Regions from separate parts of the Sus scrofa genome. Here regions 2, 3 and 4 are each linked to region 1. Evidence: chromatin contacts called from public promoter capture Hi-C data. All regions are on one chromosome and are shown on one strand. The core of a region is the stretch at or near the end of the contact, and the rest is flanking DNA. Distances in the headings are between cores, read along the strand shown. Region 1 holds the start of HIVEP1 (zinc finger protein 40). Region 2 has its middle 77 kb from the start of ADTRP. Region 3 holds the start of TMEM170B (transmembrane protein 170B). Region 4 overlaps LOC110261703 (a long non-coding RNA gene).

Region 1 (4,310 bases), core at 998-3,497:
GCGCGGTTAACCCCTGCCTGTCCGCCTGACAGCTTGGGGCAGGGAGGAGAGGGGTCTCTGGGGTCAGGAAAGGGGTTGCAGGGCTAGGCAGCCGACCTGGCCCCGGGGAGGCTAGGGAGGAGAGAAAGGGGGAAGAGGGAGTAGTTACCATAACCCAGAGTTTGACCCCGGCTGCTAGAAAGCAATAGAGGAAGCAAGGAGTTGGAAACCGATGGAAAAGAAATTGGGAGGGGCTGGACCAGGGTACTGTTGCAAGTTTTCGGGGTTAGACCAAAAGAACAGAAATGTGGGGCTCAGAAATCCCACATGGACCCCTAAGGAAGCAGGCACAGATACTTGGTTTAAGGAGCCGCGCTAAACTCGAGAGGAATAAGGTGAAACAAAAATTTGATGCAGAAAAAATTCTCAGATAAACCCAAACTGCTTTACCCTTTTAAGGAATAAAAATGCTAAACGACCGTACACCCACTCTGCCGACCATCTGTGCAAACTTGAATTGTTTTGTTCCTCGGGGCTTCCATAAAGACATCTAGGTTTTTCCTGCTAGGGTTGACCCCTAAAATTCCCCTGAGGAAATCCTACCTCTAGCTCATTTGAGCTAAGAAAAGCTTAACTGCACCAGTATGCCAATGATTAAAAATGGAATACTCAATAAAAGCGAGCTTGTAACCAAAAATAATGTCATGTAAAGGGGGGAATATGCCCATCAAAAACTGGATTTGGCCATAAGAGCAAAGAGCAGCCAACAACTGCCTAAATTTGCAATAATGTTTGGCAAACTATGCTTCCAACATTGCCATGAAATAATGCACTCTTTAAATTTTCGATGTCATAAAATCACCTCTTTTATGAAATTAAATGGCAACTATAAAAAGTACGTACACTTCGCAGTTTGTGTTAAAAGAAACACAAACATCTCTTTAAGTGCGAAAGTATACCTAATTTCTCAGAGGATAAAGACGAATATTGATTCTACTTTGTGTCACCTGCTAAGTCAAAATTACCATATTTTTAACCCAATAGTTGTTGACCATAACAAATATTTAGCGTGAACACAAGGTTTAAATGGAATTTGGCATTGCTGGGAACTTTCTAACAAATTAAACATGCAATCTGGAGTTGTAATAGATTAATGTCGTCATTTTAATTTGCTATAGGACTCTTTTCTTATATTCTATTCACAATTTCACTTTCTGGAGCATTAAATTAATATTAATTTTTTGAAGCATATACAATACCGAACAGTTTCCCACTCCGAATTTTCTAAATGCAATTTCTTTTCCTAATTCCTCCTACAGCCCTGACTCCCTAGTTATCAGAATGCAGGGGAATCCAACTCAACTATAAAGTAGCTAGTTTCGGCTTAATTATTTGGTGGCAAATTAAATACAATTTCTCAAACTGTATCCTATAAACGGAATGTGGAGAAACACCTTTTTTTTTTTTTTTTTGAATCAAAAGATAAATGGGAATGGTAATTCTGGCACAATGGGGGAGGTGACCATACTCCGGAAAAAAAAAAAAAAAAAAGGAGGGGGCTCCTCTCGGGCCCCACTTCCCTCCAGCTGCGCCCCTCCTGGAGGTGCGAGCGCTCTCGGAGCCCCCCTTGCGGAGTGGGGTTCAGCTGAGGGCAGTCCCACATTTGTCTGGCAGAACAGTGTGGGGAGAACACAAGTCCTCCGCCGGGGTTCGTCGGGGGACCCCGCTGGCCCGCCGCGTCCGCCGGGCGCCGCGCCACCGCCGCTGCCCTCTCGCCCCCCTGCCCCGGTTCCCACGCGGCCGCCCGGCCGGCCCGGCTCGGGCTCCCCCCTGGCGCGGCCCCGCGGCCCCGGCCCTCCGCCCTGCGCCCGGCCCGGCTGCGCCAGCGCCACGCGGAGATCCCGGAGGTTCCTCCCCGCTGGCCTCCGGGTCACGCCGCCGCCCGTCCCTCCCCTCCGCCCTCCGCCCTCCGCGCGCGCTGGGCTTCCCCGTCCACCGGCCGAATCCCCTCCTCCTCGGGCGACCCGGCGACAAAACCTGCCCCGCACGCTCTGCCAGCTCTGCCCCACGCCCAGGCTCTTCCCCGGCCAGACGCCAGACAAAAGAGCCGACCGAGAGAAAACTTACCCGAACTGCCACGCAAAAGTCTGATCCAAAGCTTCCTGCGTTTAACTTTTAATTTTAAAAACAACAAAAGCAGAAACCAAAAGCCTCCTAGGTTGGAAGTGGGCGTGAGAGGAAATGCTAGGGGGAGGCGCTTCATTCCCTCGGCTGCTTTTGCCCCCCCCCCTTTTCTGGCCCCTGCCTGGGGCTTTGATGTTATCTAGTGCACCGCCTACGTTGGGTTTATACCGTGGGCTCTGCGCCGAGAACGATACACAGCTATTTGGCAGTTTATTTGCTAGTTTGAAGAGAGAGAAGCAGGTGGTCACGGGGAAGGATTCCCACTTCTTACTCCCGCGGTGAGAAGAGCGTTTGCCCTGCTTCCCTTTGTTATCTGGGCTGAAATGAACAATCCACCTATCCAGAAATCCTGGAGAGCTGGACCCTGTGGCATTTTCTGTTAGACACACAAAAAAAGAAGCCTTCTCAATTAGATTCATTTTCCCTCCACTCAGCACAAACTTAGAACAGGGTGGTATTGTATGTTTTCTGAGGCTTTGTTTGGTTTTTAGATTTCGGTTTTGAAAGTAAATATTATTTCTCTTCTAAGATAGACCTGCAGCCTTGAAAAGACAAGATACCACTGAAGAAAATAAACTCACATAATCACATGCCTTTCATGTACCATTGGTACAGGTCAGGCTCTCCCGCACCCTCCCCCTCCCATTATGGAAAGCTTGTAACTGTTGATTTTATCTTCCTTAACTGGACACTAGCAGAAACCGGATATATTTTTACATTAGATTAGCAGTCTCAGGACCATCACAAACAAAGCACTAACAAAAGGATTTCTTTTCTTTACTGTCAGATTCGTAATCAAGAAACACTGCAGAGGCTGCCATTCGGTCCTAACTGTTCATCCATTTTATGCCAACACCAACCTGTGTTCAGGCCTTGCCCTCTGGGAGTTTACAAATTAATGGAGACAGAATAAACACGTGGAAAAATACCTAGAGGGAAAAAGATACAAGAGGAGGCTTATAAACAGAGCCAATTAAAGTTATACACAGTTATTTACGTGATTGCTGAGAGCTTTCTGGATTGGGTGGAGGGCAGGATTATCACAGAAAGTTCCATCCATCCCCACGGTGAGTTCTCAGCAGGATTTTGAGGGAGAAAAAGTTCAGGATTTGGCAATTGTATGAGAACAGCATTCCAGGCAAGGGAAGTGGCTTGAAGGTGAGAGCAAGTGAACCGTGCGTGTGATGGTTTTTCTGGCTAGGACAGAAAGTCAAAGTAAATGTGAAAAAGGAGGGGTGGCCGTGCAAATGTAGCGTCCAAAGCAGGAGCATGTGCGAGGGAGCGAAGGCCATGCAGAGCTATTTCCAGATGAGAGGCCTTCACCTGCCCTAACAGGAAGAAGGGGGTCTCTTCTCGTGAGCTGCAAAGACAGAATGGGCAGGGAAAAGCCTCCCTGGGCATCTTTAGGAAGGAATTAAGACATGATACTGCATGTCATTTGGAGACATCTGGACTGAGAATAATCTTTTTAAGAAAAACTATTATTACTGATGGACTTAGGATCTGGCACAATAGTATTTTTATTGGCAGTAGCAGTAATAGTAGTATTTGTATCAGCAGGAATAGAAATAGTACATATCCTCCTTGATTTACAGTAGTGTTGGAGTTCCCGTCCTGGCTCAGTAGTTAATGAATCCAGCTAGTATCCATGAGGACGTGGGTTCGATCCCTGGCTTTGCTCAATGGGTTAAGCATTCGGCATTGCCATGAGCTGTGGTGTAGGTTGCAGATGCGGCTCAGATCTGGCATTGCTGGGGCTGTGGTGTAGGCCTGCAGCTACAGCTTCAATTGGACCCCTATCCTGGGAACCTCCATATGCCATGGGTGCGGCCCTAAAAAAGACGAAAAACAGGGGAGCTCCCGTTGTGGCTCGGTGGTTAACGAATCCAACTAGGAAGCATGAGGTTTCGGGTTCCATCCCTGGCCTTGATCAGTGGGTTAAGGATCTGGCATTGCCACAAGCTGTGGTGTAGGTCGCACACGCGGCTGGGATCCTGTGTTGCTGTGGCTCTGGCAAAGGCCGATGGCTACAGCTCCGATTTGACCCCTAGCCTGGGAACCTCCATAAGCCGCAGGAGTGGCCCCAGAAAAGGCAAACAAACAAATAAACAAACAAAAGACAAAAAAAAAATACACCAAAAACAACT
Region 2 (4,057 bases), core at 703-3,202, 280 kb after region 1:
TTGTCACCATTCTTAAGAGAGGAGACAGCAAAGAGAAAAAATGGATTCCACCGGCTCCTAAAGAACTTCAGCAGGACTGAACTTCCCCCAAATTACTTTTCACCCAAACATCTCATCAACCAATCCCAAAGACCCTGAAGTGTTGACTAGAGACTGACACTTTTTGAGGGCAGACTGTGTGGTTTTTTGAGGGCAAGGGTGCATCTTATTCACCACTGTATCCTCCACACATGGCAAGTGCATGATGTACAGTGGACCTTAAATACACGAGCCTCAGACAGATTTAGGTAACATCCTTAATGTCTCATGATGGTATCAGAATTCAAAGTCAGATTAATCCAACCCAAATGCACCAACACTCCATCAGCGGTTTTTATTATTTCCTGATTGATGCCTTTGGAATTTATTTTACATCATGGCCTAGTAAACATATATACACACATACAGACACAGCACACACACACACACACACTTTGGTTTTTTGTTTTTTGGGTTTTTTTTGCTTTTCTAGGGCTGCACCAGCGGCATATGGAGGCTCCCAGGCTAGGGGTCTAATTGGAGCTACAGCTGCTGACCTACACCACAGCTACAGCAATGCAGGATCCAAGCCAAGTCTGCAACCTATACCACAGCTCACGGCCACGCCAGATCCGTAACCCACTGAGTGAGGCCAGGGATCAAGCCCGCAACCTCATGATTCCTAGGCGGATTTGTTTCCACTGTGCCACGATGGGAACTCCATACTTCTAACATGTGTGATAGACTACTTTATTTTCTATCCTATTATTTGAAAGATATTGTGACCATCAAATTGATTTCTCAATCCAACCTCAGGGCAACAATCTATAAGCTGCACAACACTGCATCCTACTGTACTGTAGGATTCATTCATTCACTGAATAAGTAAAGTGCCTACCATGTGTATGGCCCTGGCCACATGCATGCCATGGCCTGAGGACAGGGATGATGGCCATCCCTCAGGCCGCTTGCATCTTTTTATCTTTCATTCTGTTAGCAACTGCTGTGCTCAGACTCGGCTCCTCTGAGGTGTGACAGGAAGAAGAGAAAAAATGCTTCCACTACAAGAGCTTATAAGACCTTCTGCTGAGGCTTAAGCCTGGCCTGAGCCAATATATTTGGTTACACTTTTGGGATTTGTTTTCACTCAACACTTAATTTTATTAAGATTCAAATTATGAAGTTAGATGATGTAGAGTTGGGAAAACAAATACTATATGACTTCTACCTTGCCAGGAATCTGGTACAGGAGTCTGAAAACTCTCAATCTAGGCATGTTTTATTTCATTGAAAATTTTTCTAACTAAATTCTAAAATGCACTCATGTTGATATTTTATGTACATGCATTAATTCAACTTTACCAGTTTTTAAAATCATGGGGTTCAATAAAATTCTACTGTAAAATAAATTGCATTGGCACTGCCTGTATTTTCCTCTGCTAGACTTCCTGCCATCATGACCTTTTAGTGCCCTCACATCACCAAACTAAGAAGAAGAAACCAAGAGATCTGTCTGCAACCAATTCAGTCATAGTCCCCCTGCTCAGCAATGTAGATTTCTAAGTAAGCCCCACATCAAGGGAAAGAAAAGACCTGTTGCAGACTATCCTTCTAGCTTAAAGATGAACCTCTTTCCGCCCCACCTGGGAGCCATCTTAGACCCTAGGCATGGAATACAGGGGTTGCTTATACGACTGGATCAACAATGAAAAGGGAGATTTTGCTGTACATTGTAGTGGATTTAATGAAAATGTCATGTGCACATGAATCTTGGTTCTATGGCTGCTCATTGGGACAGACTGAAAGAAAGCGCAACTTCAGGGGCGGGTGTCCAAGAATGGGAGCCAGCAAAGCTCTCAGCTATTTATGTGTGCATGTGTTTATGTGTGTCACATGGCACTGTACTTGTGCGCTTGAGATCAAAGGGCAGCCAGCCCTTTTTCTCTGGTTGGTGGGTGGAGCTGCTCAGGGCAGGCAGCTCTTTGATTGTGACTTATCACCTTACTGACTCTCATCCTGTCCCTTTCTACATGCCACACTTGTCATTTCACTTTATCTCTCACACAGTCACCCTTGAAAGACCCTCCAAGTACCAGAGGCCTTGGCTCCTAACACAGATCATCATCAGATGAGGCTATTTATCCACTATCTAAATAATCCTAATTAACACTTAGCTAAAACTTTACCATTTCTAAATTTAATTATACTTACAATATAAATTCACTTATGATGCAATAACCCAGAACTACTATATTACTATCTGAATTGGTTTCCTGGGGCTACCATAACAAAAGACCACAAACTAGGTGGATTAAAAACAACAGAAGTTTATCCTCTGACAGTTCTGGAGGCTAGTGGTCTGAAAGCAAGGTGTCAGCATCCTTTGAAGCCTGTAGGGAAGAACCCCTCCTTCTGAGGGTTTTGGGTAATCCTTACCCGATCCCTCCAGTCTCTGCTTCCATCTTCATACGGATTCTGGTTTGCATGTCCCTATATTCCCCTCTCCCTTCTCACATCAAGACACCAGTCATTGGTTTTAGGGCCCACTCTAAGTTCAGGATGATTCCATTTTGATATCCTTAACTAATCACATTTGCAAAGACCCTATTTTCTAATAAGGTCACACTGGGGTGGCAAGTGGACAGTAATATTGGCAGGATGCTATTCAACCCAATACATTATCCCCATTTTACAAATGAGGGGACTGAGGGTCACAGGCCACTGGATATAAAATTGTGGCTTTTAATTCCTCTCTTGTCTGTCTTAAGTCAAGCAGTTACCGATAGTTCATACCGTCTATTGAGCTTCCAGCAAAGATGGCCATTTGCTATCCATTATCTCTAGCTCTTCCCTGTCTGAAAGGCAGACATTATCATCCCAATGTTAAGGATAAAGAACAGGCTTAGTGAGGTTGATGACTCTGCCCAAGGAAAAACTACCCCAGAAAAATGGAGCCCCAGCCCAGTCTGGTCAGCTCAGATACTCCCTTTTCTTTACACCATGTAACTTCTACCAATTTGTTTCTGTCCCCTGTATGATGTCTCCTCAAGGTCAAAATGTTAAACAATTTCATTTTAAAACCTTTGATACAATGTGAGAAAGTGTGGGGCCCCAAGGAACTCACATTGTTGTGGAAAACCCACTTTCTAGAGTCCTAGCAATTCCAGTGGCCACAGAAGTGGGTTAAATGAACACTGGAGGTAAGCAAGGAGCCTCATGTTGGGGAGATGGGGAAGGAAATACAGCTGATCCTTGAACAGGGCTTAGGGGCACCCATCCTCCACACAGTAGAAAATCTGTGTACCATTTATAGTCAGCCCTCCATATCCAAGGTTCTTCTGTGCTCACATCCACAGATGCAACCAATAGCAGATCATGTAGTACTGTCGTACTTACTACAAAAGAATCCATGCAGTTCAGATCTGTGTTGCTCAAGGGTCCACCATAGTATAAAGAGCTGCTGGAGCTGAACACAGCAGAGCTATTCAGCCTTGCCTGCACATTTAGAGTCACCTGGGGAGCTTATGAAAATGTTTATGCCCAATCCCTCCTCAAGAGAGACTGAATTGTTCCAGGCTATGGATGAGGCATTAGGAGTTTTAAAAGCACTTCTAGGTCATTCCAATATGCTGCCAAAGTTGGAGCACTGATATATGGGAATTCTGCTTGAATATTATGTGGAAATGGCAGCAGCAGTTCTGATTGAATATAATACATTTAGCTTGTTTAAAACAGCACCTGGGACAGCCACCGCCTTCCATCCTAGCTGCCTTCTGGAACACTACCATCCTAGCACTCAGCAGATCTAGGGGCATAATTGACTGTCTGCTCCCTTCACACTCAGTGTTGGAGGTGACATGGAGGCAGAGTGTGGGCCAGGCTCTGAGGATGATTCTTGGTCCTCTCCAGAGCTTTCTGGTTGGGCTTTCTCCCATCTATCTAAGGATCTTAGCACAGCTCCCTAGTGGTGCAAGAGCTCAGACTGCCAGAACACAGCAGAAGGTCCTGCGGAAACTCTGACAACAGTCAGCCTTTGGGT
Region 3 (4,115 bases), core at 1,239-3,738, 420 kb after region 1:
TTCTGCAGGCAGAGGGAGACCGGGGTTGCTAGGCTTGCTTAGCCACTTCAGGCTCTGTGATGTGGGTCGACTTTCCTCTCGGAACTTTTTTATAAATCTACTCTGAAGAGTTATTCTGAAGATTAGAAACACCATGACACACCGGACGTTCAATACGTAGGACTTGATTTGTTTTAGAAATTGTGTGTTTGCTTTTTAACAGGCTAAGTTATAAATGGCACCATGGGCAGCATCTCTTAATTAATGATTAAGCTACACATGGGATCCTGACGCTCAGCAGCACAGAGAGGCCATAGTGACCCACATGGGAATGTCACCACTTAAGAGACTCCGCTTTTTAGAAGGGATGTGGTTCCTACCTTGTGGTACACTCACCGTCTGGTGAAGCATTACTTCTAATCTATTTTTCTCTATCTTTTACAGAATTCTACATACTCAGACACTACTTATTTCCTAGAAGAGGTTCCCATGCTCCTCTGTCCCACCTCAGTCCTAGTGTTGGACGTTCAGCATATCCTTGATAAAATGGCAAAGTCCAATGAGCAACCGATGATTTTTAAGATTATACTGGGAGATAATGAGAACTAACCCTAGGTTGAAACTACTATTGTTAACCTAATGGTTGATCTATGGGAACTAGAAGCCACTCCAATGATTTACAATCTTAAAGCAAGTGTTTTAAATACTGTTCAGTCTGACTAGGAGGTAAGCTACATTTACATTTACCCCACGTTTCACAAAGCCAACTTTCTCTAAAGACCCACTGATGAGCCAAGACAGTCACTAAATGATCCAAGTGCATAATCTTAAATCCTTATTTTTCATTTTACTCCAATAAACACAACTGATACAACATTTAAAATATTAACAGTGGATGAATACAAGGAAAGCCATAAGTAAGATAAAGGAGTCTATCTCAGAACTCAGCTGAATGATGAAATGGTCTTTATGTCAATATAGGTTTTAAGAACTAAAAATATGTTCCTGACTTGCAACCCTCCTGTAAGGTCAGGTTTGCTCCAAGTTAAATAACCACGGATTAAAAGTGAGGATACCATAAATCAGTGCAGAATCCAAGTTAATTTCATAGTTTCCACATCCAAGGCAACCAGCATCTTTAAAGTCAACTTGGTGGTACATAATCTCCCCAGTTTTCCTCTATGAATATCTGAATTTCATATAATACCAGAATTTATAATATGTCATATCCTATCAAGATAGATTATGCTTGTAAAATACACTTCATAGTCTTAACCAGTTTGACATAATGCATTTTGAAATACTAAAGTTCTATCAAAATTTGCTGTCCTATACGTCTTTTTAAGGTTTTAGGTTTTTTGTTTGTTTTTCACTGAGAAGCAGGCACTGAGAAGTCATCAAATTTCAATTGAAATCACTTTCTTGTAGACACTAATATTTAGAGAGTATTTTTTAAATTCAGAACTCTGGATAATCTAAGCATAATACAAGAATCTCTGCATGAATCAAACCAGAAATTTCTTCACAAAGCGGACCTACAAATTTGATTAAAAGGTATGAGTATTATTGCTCACTTCTACAACTAGAAAATGACGCTAATTATTATAATGTAGTTAAGTCTAATTTCCTCCTGATAGCCTTGACATATGAAGAGGAATACACAAAATTATCAAATGTCACAGAAGCAGCGGCTTAGAGGCCAGAGGGAGAGAGACAGACAAAAGGAAAGAGGAGAGGGGGGAGATACATGGTTAAAGCAAAAAGTGCTCAGAATGCACTAGACCTGGGTCCAGCCTGTGACCTACTATAATGAGTCATTGATACCATCAAAAAAAAAATTTTAACAGTTGACGGAAACTGATCGTTGTGAGCAGGGAATTTAAGTCCTACATTCGATTTAAAATTTGCCAGAAAGAAAAAGAGCTAAACCAGAAAAAGATCGAAAGAGCAAGAAGTGGGGTGTGTGCGTTGGGGTGGAGGGATAATTGAAGGCTAACAGTACTCAAGTCTCAGCACTAACTCAATTCTGTGCGTACTACGGAGGCATGGGGGTCGCGGACCCTCCCCATGCAGGGAGCGGAGGCGGCCGTCGTGGATTCTCCCCCGGGAACTCTAGAGCCTCCGGGGGGGAAAGGGGGACCCTGGTTGGCGCCCCCGGAACAGCCGGATCCAATTAACAACATCCTCGCCAGGGGTCGGCACCGCGAACTGCCTAGCGAGCTCACGGGGGTGGGGCGGCGAGGAGCACTTCCCCTCCACCGGAGGGAGAACAGAGGCGAGGGGCGGCACCGCATCCCGGTCCCCATCCCGGGCGCATCAATTACCCGTGAGGTTCCTCAGCACCGTCCCGTGGGCCCAGAGGCTCAGGACCTGCTGCACCGACAGGTTGATCATGGAGTGGTCGCCCCCCTCCGCCTTCATCTTCCCCGAAGGGCGCCCGCCGCCCTCTCCTCGGGCACCGGGCGGCGGCGGCGGCGGCTGCGAGGCTACGGGGGCGGCGGCGTGTGCGCGGCTCCTCCAGGCCGCCGCCGCCGGGGGAGGCTTCGGGGCTCCGGGCTGGGCGCTGCTGCTGCCGCCGATGGGCCTCCGGAGGGGGGTCGCTCAGCGCGTCTCCCAGGCAGCCCCCTCCCCGCCGGGGAGACATTGAGGACGGCGGACGGGGGAGGGGAGGGGGCCGGGCGCTCTCCCGGCGCGGCCTCCGAGCGAGGACTCGGGGCGGTGGAGGCCGCTGTCGCTCCCTCTCAGGGGCAGCACGGCGCCGCGGGGGCCAGTCTGGTGAAGAGGCCGAGGTCACGCCGGGAGGCCCGGGGTGATGGGCAGTCGGCAGGTGCAGCCCCCGATGGAGCCCCGCTCATCACCACCAGAGCAAGAGAAGATCCGGGACTCCGAGAAGACTGCGGCGGCGGCGGCGGCGGCCGCGGGGGCACCTGCCGCCAGCCTGCCCACCCTCCGACCGCCGACACTCGAGGAACCGCCCCCTCCACCCGCGGCCGCCAGCGGGCCGCTCGTGCGCGCGCGCACGGGCCCCCACTTCCCCCTCCCTCCCCGGGGCCGCTGCGCATGCTCACTCTCCCCCTTCCCCTCCCGCGACCCGTCGCCCTCCGACAGCCGGCCGGCTTCAGAGCCCTCCTCCTCCCCCTCCTCCTCCCCGTCCTGGCGCGCGCGAGCTCGCGTGGCTGCTGGTGCCGAGCGTCGGCCCGCAGTGGGGCGGAGGGAAGCTCGGCCTACGTCACTAGCGCCACCGCCGGGCCTCGCTGCTGATTGGGTGCTCCAAGGGAACCACCTCCACGCCCTCCCTCCTGCCCCGCCCCCAGCCCCGGGCGCGCGCCCTGGGAGCGCTGGGAGCGCTGGGTGCGCCCGTGCTGCGCGCTGCTGAAACTCCAGGCTGAGCGGCAGCCCTGACGCAACGAGTTAGCAAAGTCCGTCAGCTGGTTTCTGTGACAGTTCGCATCTTTGGCTCCGAACGAAATCCTTTGGATAAAGAGGTTTGAGTACAACTTTTTTCGAAAGTGAAATTTAAACCCAACGTTTTAGGCTTATCAGTTTGCGAGCTGTTGAGGTTTTTTCGGGTTTTGTTTTGGGTTTTTTTTTTTTTTTTTTTTTTTTTTTTTGAGTCAGGAGCCCTGGGTAGGATAGGTCACTACTTGTGAAAGCCATTAACAGAAACAGACCAGGTCCATCCTTCGTCCAGTCCTTCCCACACCAGGAACTTGGGCCTCGAGTGGTTCCAGCATCTGAAATTACCTGTAGACACACGGCTGGGCAGGTGTCCTACACCCCAGTGCCATCCCGGGTCTGTCTCTTTTTATCAAAATGTAAAAGTCTCCGTTATTTCTTTTCCTCCCTCCAACGTAAACTAGGTCTCGTCCCATGGTTTTTGCTCCCTTTCTTCATGTCCACCGTTAGCCCGACGAGCTGTCCAAAATACTGCAACTCCTTGACATTTGGAACCTTTTATCTTAAAAAAATAAGACTGCAAGTCCTGGTAATAACAAAATATGCACTGGTCAGCCCCCGCCCCTCACCCCCGTCCTTTTTCAATCCCTTTACCATCTGAAAAGAAAGTCTACAAAGGGTGCTGAAGTTCCTGCTGTAGCGAAATCATCAGCTACATTTGGCAAAACGTAGAAGGGTTG
Region 4 (3,756 bases), core at 634-3,133, 360 kb after region 1:
CTTCCCCACGCCACCTGCACACCAGATGTCCCTTTACCTGCTCTGTTTTTTCCTCTGGTATTTATAACTTCTAATGTGCCGTGCAGTTTATCGTTTATTGTTTACCATCTGTCCCCCACACTCCCTTCCCTTCCTTACAATGTAAGCTTTCAAAGCAACAATTTTTGTTGTTGTTTCTTTATGTATCCCAAGTACACAGAATAGTGACTGGCATACATGAGACCCTTAAAATTAATTTTTGAATGAATGACTACATCGGCCTCATCTCCAAAATTCAAAAGCATCAGGTATTTACACAGAACCAACAAACCCTTCTGGTCAATGTGGATCTAAATGGAAGGCTGGAGAGGTATTGGGGTGGAGGAGGGTACTCTCTGGAGAATGGACGTCAAACTCACAGGCATGTGATTAAGATGTGACAAGAGAGGTGTCAGAGTGGGTGTAGAAAAAACAGGATAGATATTAATAGGACTAATAGAAGAATCTCACACCACCTGGAACAAAACACAGACATGAGCCCCCAGGCCTGTGGGGTCCCCACCCTCAGATGTCTTTGAAGCCAGTTATCTGGAGGGACCGGTTTCCAGAGTCCCTGCTTTTAGGACACAAGCTACACAGAAAAACTCTTTATAAGCTTCCTGTGCTCTCTTTTTCTGAGATTCCATGAGTCTCTCCATCCATCCCTGGGCAGGAATTCACGCTGCATCAGGCCTCTTGACAGTGCTGGCAGCACAACTGGTGTGAAAGGGACTCTGGACTCGAATTAAGGAAAGACAGAAGAGGGTGAGGTTGAGGTCAAAGCCGAACGGCCTGGGGAAAGGGCTGGGGGAGGGCTGGCTTAGCTCTGCTCGCTTGCACTGGTTTCTACCAGATGCATGTTAATTCTGCAGAGCTTTTAGCAAGCCTTTTCCTGGCAGCATCAGATTATCTCCAAGACCAACACTGCATTTTGCAGCTCCCTCCATAGTGATGTAGGAATGGAGGCCTTGGGGAGCCACAGGGCTCAAGAGCTGGAGCCAGGCCATGAGATTGGGTCCATGAGGAGTAAGACAGGGAGCCTTTGGGGCTGAGACCTTAATTCCATCACTTTATGAAATATCTATCCTTTTCGTCTACCTGCCCAGCCCATAATTGATGCAAGTCCCTCTTATCTAGTCCCTCTTCTTTCAGTTCCATAAGTTGTGTCTTTTAATGAGGTCAGCAAGACCCTTAAACTACCTTCGGGTTCTCTAAAATATACTTCCGTAGGCTGTGGATGTGGGTTCATTTCAAGCTACAAAAATGCATGGAAGAGCCTCTTTTGTCATCACTGGGTTACGTGGAACATGCTCTATATTTTGTGTCTTTAAGACGGTAATCTTGTTAAGAATGAGGACTATTCTTAATTAAATCATAAATCACCATCCCACCAACAGCAACAAAGTCATTACAAATCTATTTATAGGCAGAGATAGCTTGGAATTCAACTGGGAATTGAATTTGAGGAGGAGGGTCATTTCTGGCTTTCAAGGCAAACTCAGAATGGGGCAGTCCCACTTCTGGTTGGGGGCACTTTCCACCTTGAAAATGCCCTTTAAGTGGAGGCAGGTGGATGACAGCTGTTTAAACTGATCTTTGCATGCAACCCTGGCAACTGACTGAGGTACTGAGCTTGGGTCTCTAGCTGCAAGGGCTTTTGTTTCGAAAAGTTAGAATTAATGGCTTAATTCTTACTCTAATCAGAAGGCCGAGGTTTCTTAAAAGGCTGCTTCCTTTCCTTAATTTTTTTTTTTTAACCTCATTGGCTGCACTCATAGCTGACAGTTCCCAGAGCAGTTCAGTGGCTGCAGCCTCTGTCCTGACCGGGCTGGTGGCCAACTGGATCTTAAACCAGCCTGTGGCCTGTAAACAAGATGTACTGGAATTGAAGGAAAGCTGATGGAAGTGCCTGCCAGGGGGAGGAAGCTGACCACAAGTGCAGAGTCTTTCCTTCCAAGGTTAACTACCCACTGAAGCAATCTAAACTAGCCCTGCCCTTTCTGCACAGGTTTTCATTAGCTGTTTGATCTGCAAAAAACAGAGACTCTACAGGATAAGGACTGGGGACACCCTGCCTTGGTTCCCGGGGTTCTAGCAAGCTTGCCAAAGAGCTCAAGGGAGTGGAGGAGAGCATCTGCTTTTTAAAAAGTCTGAAGTGTAAAATTAATATACTATGTCTCGTTTTAGATACATGCAGCCCTGCTACCATCTTCCTATTTGAACTATTAGCATGGCTCATGTCAAAGGCCTACCCCACCCTCTCACCAGCCCAGCTCCACTGCATTCAACGGGGCAGCTTCCCAGGAAGGCCTTTTGCCCACGGCCAAGGTGACAGGCTCAGAGCAAAGAAGGAAGGCGTGGCTTCTTTCCCCTCCATCCAGTACATTCCTCAACATGGATTTCCAAGTTTCGCTTTCACACCAATTCTAACCATGGCTTGTTTTCCTGGGAGGTTCAGGATTTCTTGGCAGATTATTCCCTAGGAGGCCTCCACTGCTTCCCGGTCCTGATTGCTTTATATTCTGTTTTCAGCCTCTGCACATGATAACCCTTTTGTTCTCAGAGCCCTCACGCTGACACGCTGTCCTTCCTCCTTTATAATCTCTTTCTGTATATTTATCTCTGCAGGAATGTAGCTCCGAAGAAAGAAAAGGCAGCTACACGTTGTTTGCCTGCAGCCTGGTTGGCTGTTTATGTCTACACAAAGCATTTGCCCCAGAAGGGACCGCGTACAGCTCTAGGCATCCAAGAAAACAAAGCATCTCAACATCAGGTAACCAAGCCGGGCACACAGGGAATTCACAACACATCTATTTTTTCCTTTGTATGAGAACAGACGGTGCCTGGGAGTGCCCAAACTCTAGTGGGGAAGAAGGCGGGCATTAGGAGAAGCAGGACAAGTGGTGTTGCAATCTGGATTTCTTCCTTTCCCAGGGCTCCTGCACCCCCCCCCCCACTGCCGCCCCGGGGCAGCCAGACCAAGAATGGGAGTGGATCCTTGACTGGAAAGCTCCAAATTGGAGCCCCGAAGGTTCTGCCCTGGGTTCCTGGAGATGGTGGTTTGTGGATCTGGAAGTCCTGTCTGGCTTCCGACGAGTCCTTTGTAGTTATGCTACCCATTCCAAGTTTTTAAAATAAGGGTTATTAGCAGATGATTCCAAAAGGAAACTTCTGGAAGCTGATAAAAATGGACTCCTTTAGGCTCTGAGGAAGAATGGGGGTTTGCGCTGTTATTCCTCCACAGAGCCTTTTACAGAGGCATGGTGACATTTTAAAAGGCAAGGCAGGGTCTAGAGAGCATGATTGTGAAAGATGCTTGCTGCCTTGAACACAGTAAGGCAAACGAAGTGCCGGATGCTGCGCCGCCCGTGCTCCCACCCCCATCTCCCTTCCCTCTTTCCCAGTTTCCTGGCCAGCTTAAATCATCCTGGTTGTTGCTGTCTCCAGGGGTTAAATTTCTGACTGCAAATAAAAGGTTTCTCTCTCAGGGCTACTGCTTTGGGTCATCTCAGCCTATCAATAGAAATACTATCAGCCAAGAATGCCTGGGGCGCCCACCTGGACCCCTGCTATTAACAGGAGCCCGTTAATATCTGTGACAGATACTCCCCATCGAAGCCAATATTGAGGCTGGACCAGCCTTGCGGTTCTTATTATGATTGCAGGGGGCACCTCAGTGACAACCGTCATGGAATTTTGAAAACTCACATGTCCTGGAGGGAACACAGCACACTTGAG

What was found. Promoter capture Hi-C pulls out the DNA fragments that hold promoters and counts their contacts.
Region 2: a contact with region 1 is called in a promoter capture Hi-C map of liver, with 10 times the contacts expected there. The contact joins the enhancer-like site here to the promoter of HIVEP1 in region 1. A contact is called at or near these places in 3 of 5 promoter capture datasets (fetal skeletal muscle, liver and skeletal muscle), 8 of 47 Hi-C or Micro-C datasets (embryonic fibroblasts, fetal heart ventricle, fibroblasts and 3 more) and 2 of 2 datasets of contacts at active chromatin or transcription factors (alveolar macrophages and skeletal muscle).
Region 3: a contact with region 1 is called in a promoter capture Hi-C map of liver, with 3 times the contacts expected there. The contact joins the promoter of TMEM170B here to the promoter of HIVEP1 in region 1. A contact is called at or near these places in 1 of 5 promoter capture datasets (liver) and 1 of 2 datasets of contacts at active chromatin or transcription factors (alveolar macrophages).
Region 4: a contact with region 1 is called in a promoter capture Hi-C map of liver, with 2.5 times the contacts expected there. The contact joins the enhancer-like site here to the promoter of HIVEP1 in region 1. A contact is called at or near these places in 1 of 5 promoter capture datasets (liver), 3 of 47 Hi-C or Micro-C datasets (embryonic fibroblasts, epiblast stem cells and heart right ventricle) and 2 of 2 datasets of contacts at active chromatin or transcription factors (alveolar macrophages and skeletal muscle).

Annotation. Positions count from the first base shown.
Region 1 is chr7:8,513,793-8,518,102 of Sscrofa11.1, reverse strand. HIVEP1 (zinc finger protein 40) reads right to left here and starts at 2,247. Exons shown (of 8, transcript XM_013987651.2): 1 at 2,107-2,247.
Region 2 is chr7:8,234,651-8,238,707 of Sscrofa11.1, reverse strand. No RefSeq gene overlaps it. Among named protein-coding and RNA genes, the nearest start is that of ADTRP, 77 kb to the left of the region's middle. Within about 2 kb of position 1,952, at least 11 of the 83 cell types and tissues checked have an H3K27ac peak or open chromatin away from gene starts, as enhancers often do. A contact at or near this core is called in fetal skeletal muscle, liver and skeletal muscle, where this site is marked.
Region 3 is chr7:8,092,726-8,096,840 of Sscrofa11.1, reverse strand. It overlaps TMEM170B (transmembrane protein 170B), which reads right to left and starts at 2,488. Exons shown (of 3, transcript XM_003482132.4): 1 at 2,304-2,488. The coding sequence starts at 2,400. NEDD9 (enhancer of filamentation 1) reads left to right here and starts at 3,288. Exons shown (of 9, transcript XM_021100184.1): 1 at 3,288-3,464.
Region 4 is chr7:8,149,023-8,152,778 of Sscrofa11.1, reverse strand. LOC110261703 (a long non-coding RNA gene) reads left to right here. Exons shown (of 3, transcript XR_002346166.1): 2 at 2,647-2,791; 3 at 2,953-3,571. Among named protein-coding and RNA genes, the nearest start is that of MIR7136, 16 kb to the right of the region's middle. Within about 2 kb of position 1,883, at least 32 of the 83 cell types and tissues checked have an H3K27ac peak or open chromatin away from gene starts, as enhancers often do. A contact at or near this core is called in liver and skeletal muscle, where this site is marked.